Regions from separate parts of the Gossypium hirsutum genome. Here region 2 is linked to region 1. The links are chromatin contacts, called in public Hi-C maps. All regions are on one chromosome and are shown on one strand. Each heading gives the region's core, a stretch centred on a gene start, on an enhancer-like site or on the middle of the called end of the contact. The rest is flanking DNA. Distances are from core to core; before and after follow the strand shown. Region 1 holds the start of LOC107893145 (ruvB-like 2). Region 2 holds the start of LOC107899345 (60S ribosomal protein L26-1).

Region 1 (5,182 bases), core at 776-3,275:
TAAAATTTAATTAGAATATAAAAACAATGTTTTAAATATTTGTAATTAAATATTAACACATTTTTGTTATTGTAAGAAATGTTTTTTTAGTTAATGATATTATTTTAAAATGTAATTTAAAATATAACCCATATTGGATATTAACATAACATAGAAAATATAAACCTAATAAATTAAAATATTATATGTATTTAGATTAAAGTTTAAAAAAGAGGTAATATTTATATACTAAATATAAATATTAAAAATTTTATATTAACATTTGTAATTTAAAGTGAATGAAAAGTGGTTGAAAGAAAATAGAGGGAAAAAAATAATAATGCTTTCAGAGGTGATTTTGATTAAAAAAAGCTAAAAATTTTAGATTTAGAGTAAAAGTAATTTTGAAAAACTACTTATTTCAATTAAAAGTTACTTCTTTCGCATAACTTTTCTTTCGAAAATATTTTTTAAGTATAACTAAATACAACCTAAAATAGTTTAAAACACATATTTAATATTCGTTTGATATAAATTCAAGTCGTATTACTCGTTCTAACTGAAAAGAAAAAAAATTATGTATTAATTATTTATTATCAAATGGTATGCACTCCCTGACTCCATAATCTCCTCGATTGAAATTTGTTAATTAATCCTGCTACGAAAATATTTCTAAAATAATCCCACAATACTGCAAAAGTAGTGGTCTTCAACGAGACTTGAAGAGAATATTCACCAATTGTCCAAGTTTTAACACACACCGGATACTGCGAACGAGTGGTCTTTAATGAGACGTGAAGAGAAACGAAAAAGATTCCATGAGGCTGTTCTTAGAACACTCTATCCACCGCCATCTCCACCGGAATCTGAGGAGGAAGAGGAAAAGAAACAGCTGATCACATCACAGAGGGCTGTCGACTTCCCAGGTGATTAAAAAATTATTTAACATCAAATAATTTAGATTAGAAAATGTAATCAAATTTGGGTGGCAGATGATTCTGAGGAGGACAAGTGTAGTTCCCCAAAGACTGCCGACGAAGATGACGGAAGTCAATCTGAGACTCAGAAGCTGAGTAGAGCTCAAAGGAAAAGACTTCGAAAGAAAAAGCTCAAAGAAGATGCTTTTTGTCGTGGGAAGATAATTGGGCCTTTGTTACCGTCATCTAAAAAAGATGGAGTGGGTTCATTGCAATGTGAGCCTGAAGGTGTTCGAGAAAATGCTCGACAGGAACAAGTTGCTTCAAGTGACAAACCTGGTAAGTTTTTAACTTGGTCTTTCTTCTTCTTTAACCAGATGGGAGACTAAAATAAATTCATTGATTTGGGGTGTTTGTTTAGGCGATCAGCAGGAAGGTGATTGTAGTACCAAGAAGAAGCTGAAACAGAGGATGATAGCTAAAAGGTTGGCTAAGGAGGGGCTGAAATCCACTGAAGGTGAGCATTCTGGTCAAGACAAAGAGCACCAAGTAATCTAGTCAAAGAGAATTGCCATCAAGCTTAATAATTTAAGTCCTTTAACATGGGTTCTTGTTGTGAAGACTCGGGTAGTTCCACCAGTTAGAACTCCGATGTAGTTGAAGAATAATAGATTCATGAACTTGAAAATACCAATGAAATATAGATTCATTGGTCAAGAATCTAGAAAACAACCATGCCTGCAAATGCAATAGATTCATTTTGGAGCCTAATGTATTATCTTTGCTTTGCTTTATTAGTAAAATGGGGAAAAGAGCTGATAGAAACAAGACTCCTCGACCAAAATGCTCTAGCAGATCATTACTAAGCAATGTCATGGGGACTGAACTGTTCACGATTTGCATAGCTAATGTTGGGCTCAAGGAGCAAATGGAGCCGAAGGCCCAAACTCTAAAAAATCCAAAAATTAGAACTTTACCCTAGACCCAAAACTGAAAACAAGCCTTCAGAACACAAGTTTTATTAATAGCTTTCTTCATCACTCTCTAAAAAAATTCAAAAATTAGAACTTTACCCTAGACCCAAAACTGAAAACAAGCGTTCAGAACACAGGCATTATCAATAGCTTACATCATCATTCTCTTCCATTTCAATTCAGTTTCTCACAAAACCCAAAACCTTGCCTTTCCCTCCCTCAATCATCCAATGGCGGAGCTGAAACTCTCCGAGAGCCGAGACCTGACCCGAATCGAACGCATTGGGGCTCATTCCCACATACGGGGCCTAGGCCTCGACTCCTCTCTGGAGCCCCGTGACGTCTCGGAAGGGATGGTGGGCCAAGCACAAGCTCGTAAAGCTGCCGGTGTCATCCTCCAAATGATCAAAGACGGTAAAATTGCTGGCCGTGCTATCTTATTAGCGGGCCAACCTGGAACCGGCAAAACCGCCATCGCCATGGGCATGGCGAAATCCCTTGGCCTTGAAACCCCTTTCTCTATGCTCTCTGGCAGCGAAATCTTCTCCCTTGAGATGTCGAAAACCGAAGCTTTAATGCAAGCGTTTCGAAAGTCCATCGGAGTAAGAATCAAGGAAGAAACTGAAATAATCGAAGGCGAAGTCGTTGAAATCCAGATTGACCGGCCGGCAGTTTCTGGGGCGGCTTCAAAAACTGGAAAATTAACGCTTAAAACGACGGACATGGAGACCGTTTACGATTTAGGGGCGAAGATGATCGAGGCATTAGGGAAAGAGAAAGTGCAGAGTGGAGATGTGATAGCTATTGATAAAGCTTCAGGGAAAATAACGAAGCTTGGAAGGTCATTTTCAAGGTCGAGGGATTACGATGCTATGGGCCCGCAAACAAAGTTCGTGCAATGTCCAGACGGAGAGCTGCAGAAAAGAAAAGAAGTCGTCCATTGTGTTACGCTTCATGAGATTGATGTCATTAACAGCAGGTAAATTCGAGCTTATCTTTGGCAAAAAATGTACCCTTTTCCAGATTTGCAGCTTTGTTGCCGTGTTTAATATGATTTCTCGAGTCTTTTTAACTTTTTCTGTAACTAGAATGCAAAGTGGTTCTTCCATTGTTTATCTGTTATTGTTCTGAAATTAGCGTAGAGCTGTTATCAGCTGTTTTGCTTCTGAAGTAAAACATAAATAGATTAACAAAAACTATGCCTGGGTGGAGAAACCTGTAACATTTTGGAAGAATTAACCAATTAGGTGAATTTGATTTACATGTTTCAAGCTATCTAGTGATGATTCTATTCAGAATTTGGATGCTGCATGTTAAGAGCTCTGAGTAGGGATGAAGAAGGTTAAACTCAATTAGCTTATAAGTAGATCATTCTTTGCTATGGTTGCGGGTAGCTTCTTCCAACGTGTATGTCTTAGGGATCAACATGTGTAGCGTTCCTTTATACCATCTCTACATATCTTTTGTCATGTTGTTCAATCAAATGTGATGATACCATTGGTTTGTGATTATTAGGGAAGAATTTGTGCATGGTATATGGCTGGTATGAACATCATAACTTGTTGAAATTTATCTCTCTAGCATAAAATTTATCCCTAGAAAACATTACTGTGAGTTCAATGTATGCATATCCGGTGCAACTTTTCTATAGGCAGTATCTTTGCTAGTCTGCCTTATAGGATAATAGACTTAGAGAAGTTTTACGTTGTTTCACAGTAGAAAATAATCTATTTTTAGTCATCATCTCATGTTTCATTATGTTTGAGCTCAGAACACAGGGATTTCTTGCTCTTTTCACTGGGGATACTGGTGAAATCCGTGCTGAGGTGAGAGAACAAATTGACACGAAGGTGGCAGAGTGGAGGGAGGAAGGGAAGGCTGAAATCGTGCCTGGTGTTCTCTTTATCGATGAGGTGCACATGCTTGACATCGAGTGCTTTTCTTTCCTGAACCGTGCTCTTGAGAATGAGATGGCCCCTATATTAGTAGTTGCTACAAACAGAGGCATAACTTCAATCCGTGGCACAAATTACAAATCCCCTCATGGAATTCCAATTGATCTTCTTGATAGACTACTAATCATCACTACTCAACCTTATTCCGAGGATGAAATTCGTAAGATTCTAGACATCAGGTGCCAAGAGGAAGATGTAGAGATGTCTGAAGATGCAAAACAACTGTTGACCAAAATTGGGCATGAGACCTCCTTGAGATATGCTATCCATCTGATCACAGCTTCTGCACTGAATTGCCAGAAGCGGAAGGGGATGGTTGTGGAAGTGCAGGACATCACTCGTGTTTACAGTCTATTTCTGGATGTAAGGAGATCAACGCAGTACTTGATGGAGTACCAAAAAGAATACATGTTCAATGAAGCATCAATCCTTGATGGTGGGGATGCCGATGCCATGCACGATTGATAGCTCCTTCCGGTCTGGTTGGAGACTTTTCGTTATCCCATGGCGTTACTGCAACTATTATTTGGCAAATTCACTGTGTAACAGTGAATTCGTTTTGTGATTTGTATGCGATACTGAGTCTTAATCCCGTGGATTTACGTGCCAAAACAAACTTGAAATTGAAGTACTGATGAATTTTAGAATGATGACAAAGCTGAAGTTCTGTTTTCAACAGATCATCCATTGGTCCTTCAAAGATTAATATCATTGCCTGTGGTAGAGAAAGCTTGCCGGATATTTATCATCTAATCCACGTGCTTGAAAAGCATGTCAAGTTATGGGTTTTCTTGCACGTCTCAAATACTTGTATTCATGGCAGACACAAGTCCTAAATGAATTGTATACAAGCATAATAAAAGAAAACATATGAGCAAAACAAGCCAGAAAAAGAAAAAATCTGAGTAGCAGTCAGCTTGGCAAACAAATGTTTCACTGTAGGGATCAATTGAATATGATCTAAAACTCTAGCCATTCATATCGTTTTCGTGACAGTTACAAGGACATCGTTGGTCGAGATAGCCAATGATGTATCCTTGCACATAAAAATGGTCTATTTTGTAATCAAAATAACATTAAGCTGATGTAACAAAATTTGTTAGTGATATGAAGTATTATTTATTTAGCTACTCGTTAAAACAAAACAATTATAAGTATAATATATATATAAGCACGAGTTTAAAAAGTTTTTAAACTGATTAATATAATATTTATTTTTCATTATACTATTGTATTTATTATTTTAAATACTTTTTTTATTCTTTATGAGATTTATTGTATTTATAAATAAAAATTTTAATTTTATTAAAAAAATATATATTTTTTGAAATAAATACTCACTGGTTATATTGAACAA
Region 2 (5,182 bases), core at 1,785-4,284, 800 kb after region 1:
TTTTGGCCTTAATTTTGATTATATATAAGCTCAATATTGTATTTATTAGCTCTTATTATTTAATTATTTCAAATTTTTAATAATTACTAAGTAGTTTAAGTTATTTAAGAGTTTTATGCCAACAAGAGAGTTTAGTTTAAAACTATTTTTTGTTTAGATTAATTAGTGTTCTAATATAAGAGTTTTATTTATATTTATTTATAGGCCTTTGCATTGTACACAATTCACACAATTGATTATTATTCAAATTCTCTTTGAGTTTTTCTTTTCAAGAATTGTTCTTGAGTTTCTTTTAGAAGAGTTTAAAAATCTTTTTATATTGTGGGGATCATCTTCAAACTTTTTCTTGCCAAAGTTTCTATCTTGGAAGGAAAATTAGAGCCGTTTAAAGAGGGTTGTGGATTTTTTATGTTTCCAAGGCTTCTTAGGACTTCTAGATATCACGTTCTATTTTTTCATCTATTAACTTTATTTTCTTCTTTATTATTCTAATCTTTGATTTCATTATTCTATTTTATTCATTTTAGTTATTTATCTTTAATTGTTCTCTTTATTTTTATCTGACTTGGATTCGTTTGTGTTTCGATTATGTTAGAATCCAAGTTTTTTTTTTAATGTCAAGAACCCTAAGTCAAATTTATGACTTAGACAAACTTTACAATCCACTTTCGAGTTCATCCGCACGAATCCGTATCATTTCCCTAGAAACAAATCAAAGAGAGTTATCATTGAAAAGGAACATAAGAAAGATAAGGAGGAAGGTGTCCAATGCCATGAATGTTAGGGGTATAGTCATATTCAATCTAAGTGTGCCAACAATCTTAAAATGAAGAAGATGTCACTTTGTGTAACCTAGAGTGATGAAGATTCATCTAGCAACTTAAATTCAAAAGATGATCATCACAGTAATTATGTTGCTTTTGCTACTAATGCTGTCAAAGAAGATGAAGAAGATTCAAATGGAGATTCAGATATTAGTTCTGATGAGGAATTCCTGAAAACCTACAATGAGATGTTGGGCAAGTGGAGGAAAGTTTACAACATCAATACTCTACTATTATAGAAAATAAGCATTTAAAGGATGAAAACCCTAAATTGGTTAAACATGTTGAAACAAAAGAATTACTTCTTACAAAGGAGCTTACTAAAGTTAAACTCATGCTCAAGAAATTTATCACCAATAGTAACAAACTTGAAGAAATCCTTGTAGCAACAAGGAGAAATCCAAGCAAGGGAGGTCTACGGATGTCAAGGAAGGAAAGGCTATGGTCCAGAATCCTACTGCCTTTATGAAGGTTTGTGTTTTGGTGATTTTGGTTGAATGTTCAAAGCTCATGCTGATCAAGAATAACAAAAAGGTATTCATTTGTCACAAAAGTGGTTTGTTATTACTATGGGGCCCTTAAACATATCAAGCATTGGTGTTTCAAGATACTGCATGATCCAAGGTGGAGACGCACAGTGCTTAAGGAAAAGCCCACTTCGATTGCACATCAATTGTGAAGAAATATAAACGAATGTAGGTAAAAAAGGAGACTAGATATATGCATGTTGCATATTGTTCACAAAAGTCTACCATTAATGGAGTTTGGTATTTTGATAGTGGTTGCTTTATACATATGATGATATCAATTATACTTGTCTAACTTTGTGAATTGTCTTGCTGGGAAGGTGACATTTGGAGATGGGAAGAAAATTCATATACTGGGAAAAGGAACCTTAAATGTCCTTGGGATGCCTCAATTAAAGAATCTGTAGCTGGTTAATAATCTTAAAGCCAACTTGGTCAATATAAGTCAACTATGTGACCAAGGTATGCTTGTCAACTTTACAAAAGACAAATGTATTATAACCACCAAATCTGATGAGAAGATTATGGAATGAGCCCACACCTTTGATAATTACTATAGGGCGATTCAATCTATCATGTGTGATAGTGATGTTGTGTCTAACTTGGAACTATGGCACGAGAAAATTGATCATATCCACTTTGAAGGGTTACAAAGGTTGGTACGTTATGAAGTAGTTCAAGAAATTCCAAAATTAACTAGAACCTTTGTCAACCACATACCTATATTTGGTATACCTCTATTTTCTCATTTCATAGCTAGTATAAAAAAGATAATAACAAAATAACACATATTTTAGGATGATTTTTTTTTTTTGGCTAGTTTTGGAAAGAGCAGGAAAGGATTGTACAAATCTAAGCTTTAAATTAATGCTAGTTTTAAACTTATTTCAACTCAAAGGTCAATACATTTGTCATATTAGATCATCTATAATAAAAATTACATAGTATTTTTTAATTTAAAATATTAAAAATAAGAATGCATTTAATTATATCTATTTTATTCTTTTACTATTTCAAGACTATATTATCGTTTAAAATCTTTAAGTTTACTTAACATCTACTTTTTCATTCTCATTTATCCAAAAAGAAAAAAGAAAAAACTTTCATTGAAACATAAACCATCAATTACTCTCAATATAATATTTATTTTAGATTTATAATGCGTTTTATTTGATAATATATTTTATTTTAAATATTTCTTATGTATAATTAATTATATATTATTATATTTTGTATATTTTACATTCTTTTTATTATTTCTGCTCGAGATTTAATATTGTCTCCTCTAACAATATTGTCTATAAGGTTTAAACTTACATTCCCCGTTTGAAAATGCAATATATCTTATCAATTATCACTACACAAAATGTTTGTTGATAGATTACATTTAATTTTAAATAATATATTAAAAAATTTCCAACATCTATCAAATAGCACCTAAGCTAATAAATTATTAGTTTTTTTTAATATATTCAAAAATAAATATCTAATAGCTTTGAATGAATTAATAAAATTAAAAAAAACCATAAATATATTAAATATCAAAACCGATATTAGGTTTAAAAAATCTTAATCAGATAGGAGAGGGAAAAGGAAAATCCAAATCCAAGTTAGGCCACAACCCACAAAAAGGCCCAGAAAAATAGTCCTAAAGCCCAACAAATCCTAAATTTACCCTAGTTACCGCCATATATTCTCTCAATACCCTACTACTCAAACTCTAGGTTGGCCGTCGCCGAGTCGAAGAGGATTCAAACCCCTTTCCCCACAGCAAAAATGAAGTACAACCCACGAGTCTCCTCCTCTCGTCGCAAGAGCCGCAAGGCCCATTTCACGGCACCCTCGTCGGTCCGCCGTGTGTTGATGAGCGCCCCACTCTCATCCGATTTGAGGTCCAAGTACAACGTCCGGTCCATGCCAGTGCGCAAGGACGACGAGGTCCAAGTGGTTCGTGGGACTTACAAAGGCCGGGAAGGGAAAGTTGTTCAAGTCTACCGTCGCAAATGGGTGATCCACATCGAGCGCATCACCCGGGAGAAAGTTAACGGGTCGACCGTCAACGTTGGGATTAACCCATCCAAGGTTGTCATTACCAAGCTGAGGCTGGACAAGGACCGGAAGTCGTTGTTGGACCGTAAGGCTAAGGGACGGGCTGCTGCTGATAAGGATAAGGGTACTAAGTTCTCTGCCGAGGATATCATGCAGAGTGTTGATTAAGGTTGTCTTGTTTTTCATTGCTATGATATCCTTTGTTATGTTACAATTTACGGAGTTTGCAACTATTGGACATCATTTTTCATAGTATTTATCTTCATGTTATTGGATGAGGAATCTGGGATTTTGTAGACTTTGATAATGCTATTATATATTGCAATTTTTGTTTTCATTTTATTTGGTTGCATGATCAAATTCGTAGGCATGGAACTTATAATGTTAAATACATGGAAATGGCTGTGCAAAGAATCTGCTACGTTTAAGCATTGTCTGAAACTAATGCTATAAAGATTCTATTTTTGGTCTTCATAATGCTTTTGTATTGTCAATCATTTTATTCAACAACTACACCAAATTGAGTGGTTTCTTTGAAATGCTACATCACTACCTACCATCCATTCAATGGCTTGTGATATGGATATGCAGAGTTGAGCTGTTTCTCTTGAAAAGCATTGACAGTCCATTGGGATAGGGATTCAAAGAGTTCATTTGCATCCAAAACGACATTAGATTGGGTGTTCATTGATAATCCATTTGTCCATGGGATTGGGATGATACCACTTGGAGAAAAGCCGAGCTTGAAACTCGAAATCCACCATTTCTTTTGGTCGAGGTAGTAGCCGGTAAGCTTTAGGGGACTGTGTATGGAGGAACTTTGAAGGCAACTGGAACAAATAAGCGTTTGTAGATCATTCAAAGGTAGCAAATCAAGACAGCTATAAAGCATTTACCAAATCAAAGAAATACTCAATACAAGGAGGCATAAATGTGCCAATGTCAAAATGGCTCAAATCGGATCAAAACTTCCAATATCTGAATCATTGAAAGCCGAAAGTATCAATCATCCATACACAGGAAATGCGAACCTAGAAATGAATATTAATCGCCTGTGGAGCAACTTATTGACACCCCCATTTTAAATCACCACAAAAAAAAATCGTAATCAAATCTTTAAAAGCATCATTGGGTTGCAAATAATTGATTAGGGTTTCAGAGCAAAGGCCAATCCTAAGCGAGGACTTTTGTCCAAGGACTTGGTGTCAAGCTCACCAGAGACCGTCAACAATGACTTCGGTATGACTTCATGCTGCAGCAATGCTCCAAGCCTCCCATGATTGTTGAGCTTAGCTTTAATCAGTGTGAGATGATCAACAGCGTAAGCCCCTCCAACAGTGAACGTGTTCTCATTTGTTGAAAACTTTCTGCTGATCTCGCCCACGGCAGCGCTCTTCTTCAGGTTGTCCAGATAATGCACATAAGATGCTTTTATGCTGTCTCCCTTGTCTCCTCTGGATTTAAAAAATAAAATAAAAAAATAAAAATAAAAAGAGAGAAAGGAATTAGTGCCAAAAGATTAGAAAGTGCTTACTTTCTATTCGATTCATGGTTTAGTTTATAAAAGCTTACAGAATTATGGAAGCGCATGAATCTGGTTTTGTCACACTAATACCAGCAGTGTACTTTGTAAAATTGCCTTTGGTAGGATCATAACCTGCCTCTGCTCCAAAAGCAATAGAAGGTGTGCCAATGGTTGCTGTGGCATCAACAACTGGCGTCTTGTACAGAGCAATAGTTGTTGTGAAGGTTGCATGGTGATGAAAATACTGAACCTCCAGC

What was found. A called contact is a pair of places that touch in the nucleus more often than the background predicts.
Region 2: a Hi-C map of leaf shows a contact between it and region 1, with 1.9 times the contacts expected there. The contact joins the promoter of LOC107899345 here to the promoter of LOC107893145 in region 1. A contact is called at or near these places in 2 of 34 Hi-C or Micro-C datasets (both in leaf).

The regions. Positions count from the first base shown.
Region 1 is chrA11:61,612,071-61,617,252 of Gossypium_hirsutum_v2.1, forward strand. It overlaps LOC107893145 (ruvB-like 2), which reads left to right and starts at 2,026. Exons shown (of 2, transcript XM_041081829.1): 1 at 2,026-2,849; 2 at 3,642-4,501. The coding sequence starts at 2,101. The coding sequence ends at 4,290. It overlaps LOC107957876, which reads left to right and starts at 554. Exons shown (of 4, transcript XM_016893490.2): 1 at 554-905; 2 at 972-1,235; 3 at 1,318-1,413; 4 at 1,695-2,060. The coding sequence starts at 767. The coding sequence ends at 1,762.
Region 2 is chrA11:62,406,456-62,411,637 of Gossypium_hirsutum_v2.1, forward strand. It overlaps LOC107899345 (60S ribosomal protein L26-1), which reads left to right and starts at 3,035. Exons shown (of 1, transcript XM_016825033.2): 1 at 3,035-3,742. The coding sequence starts at 3,128. The coding sequence ends at 3,568. It also overlaps the pseudogene LOC107899339.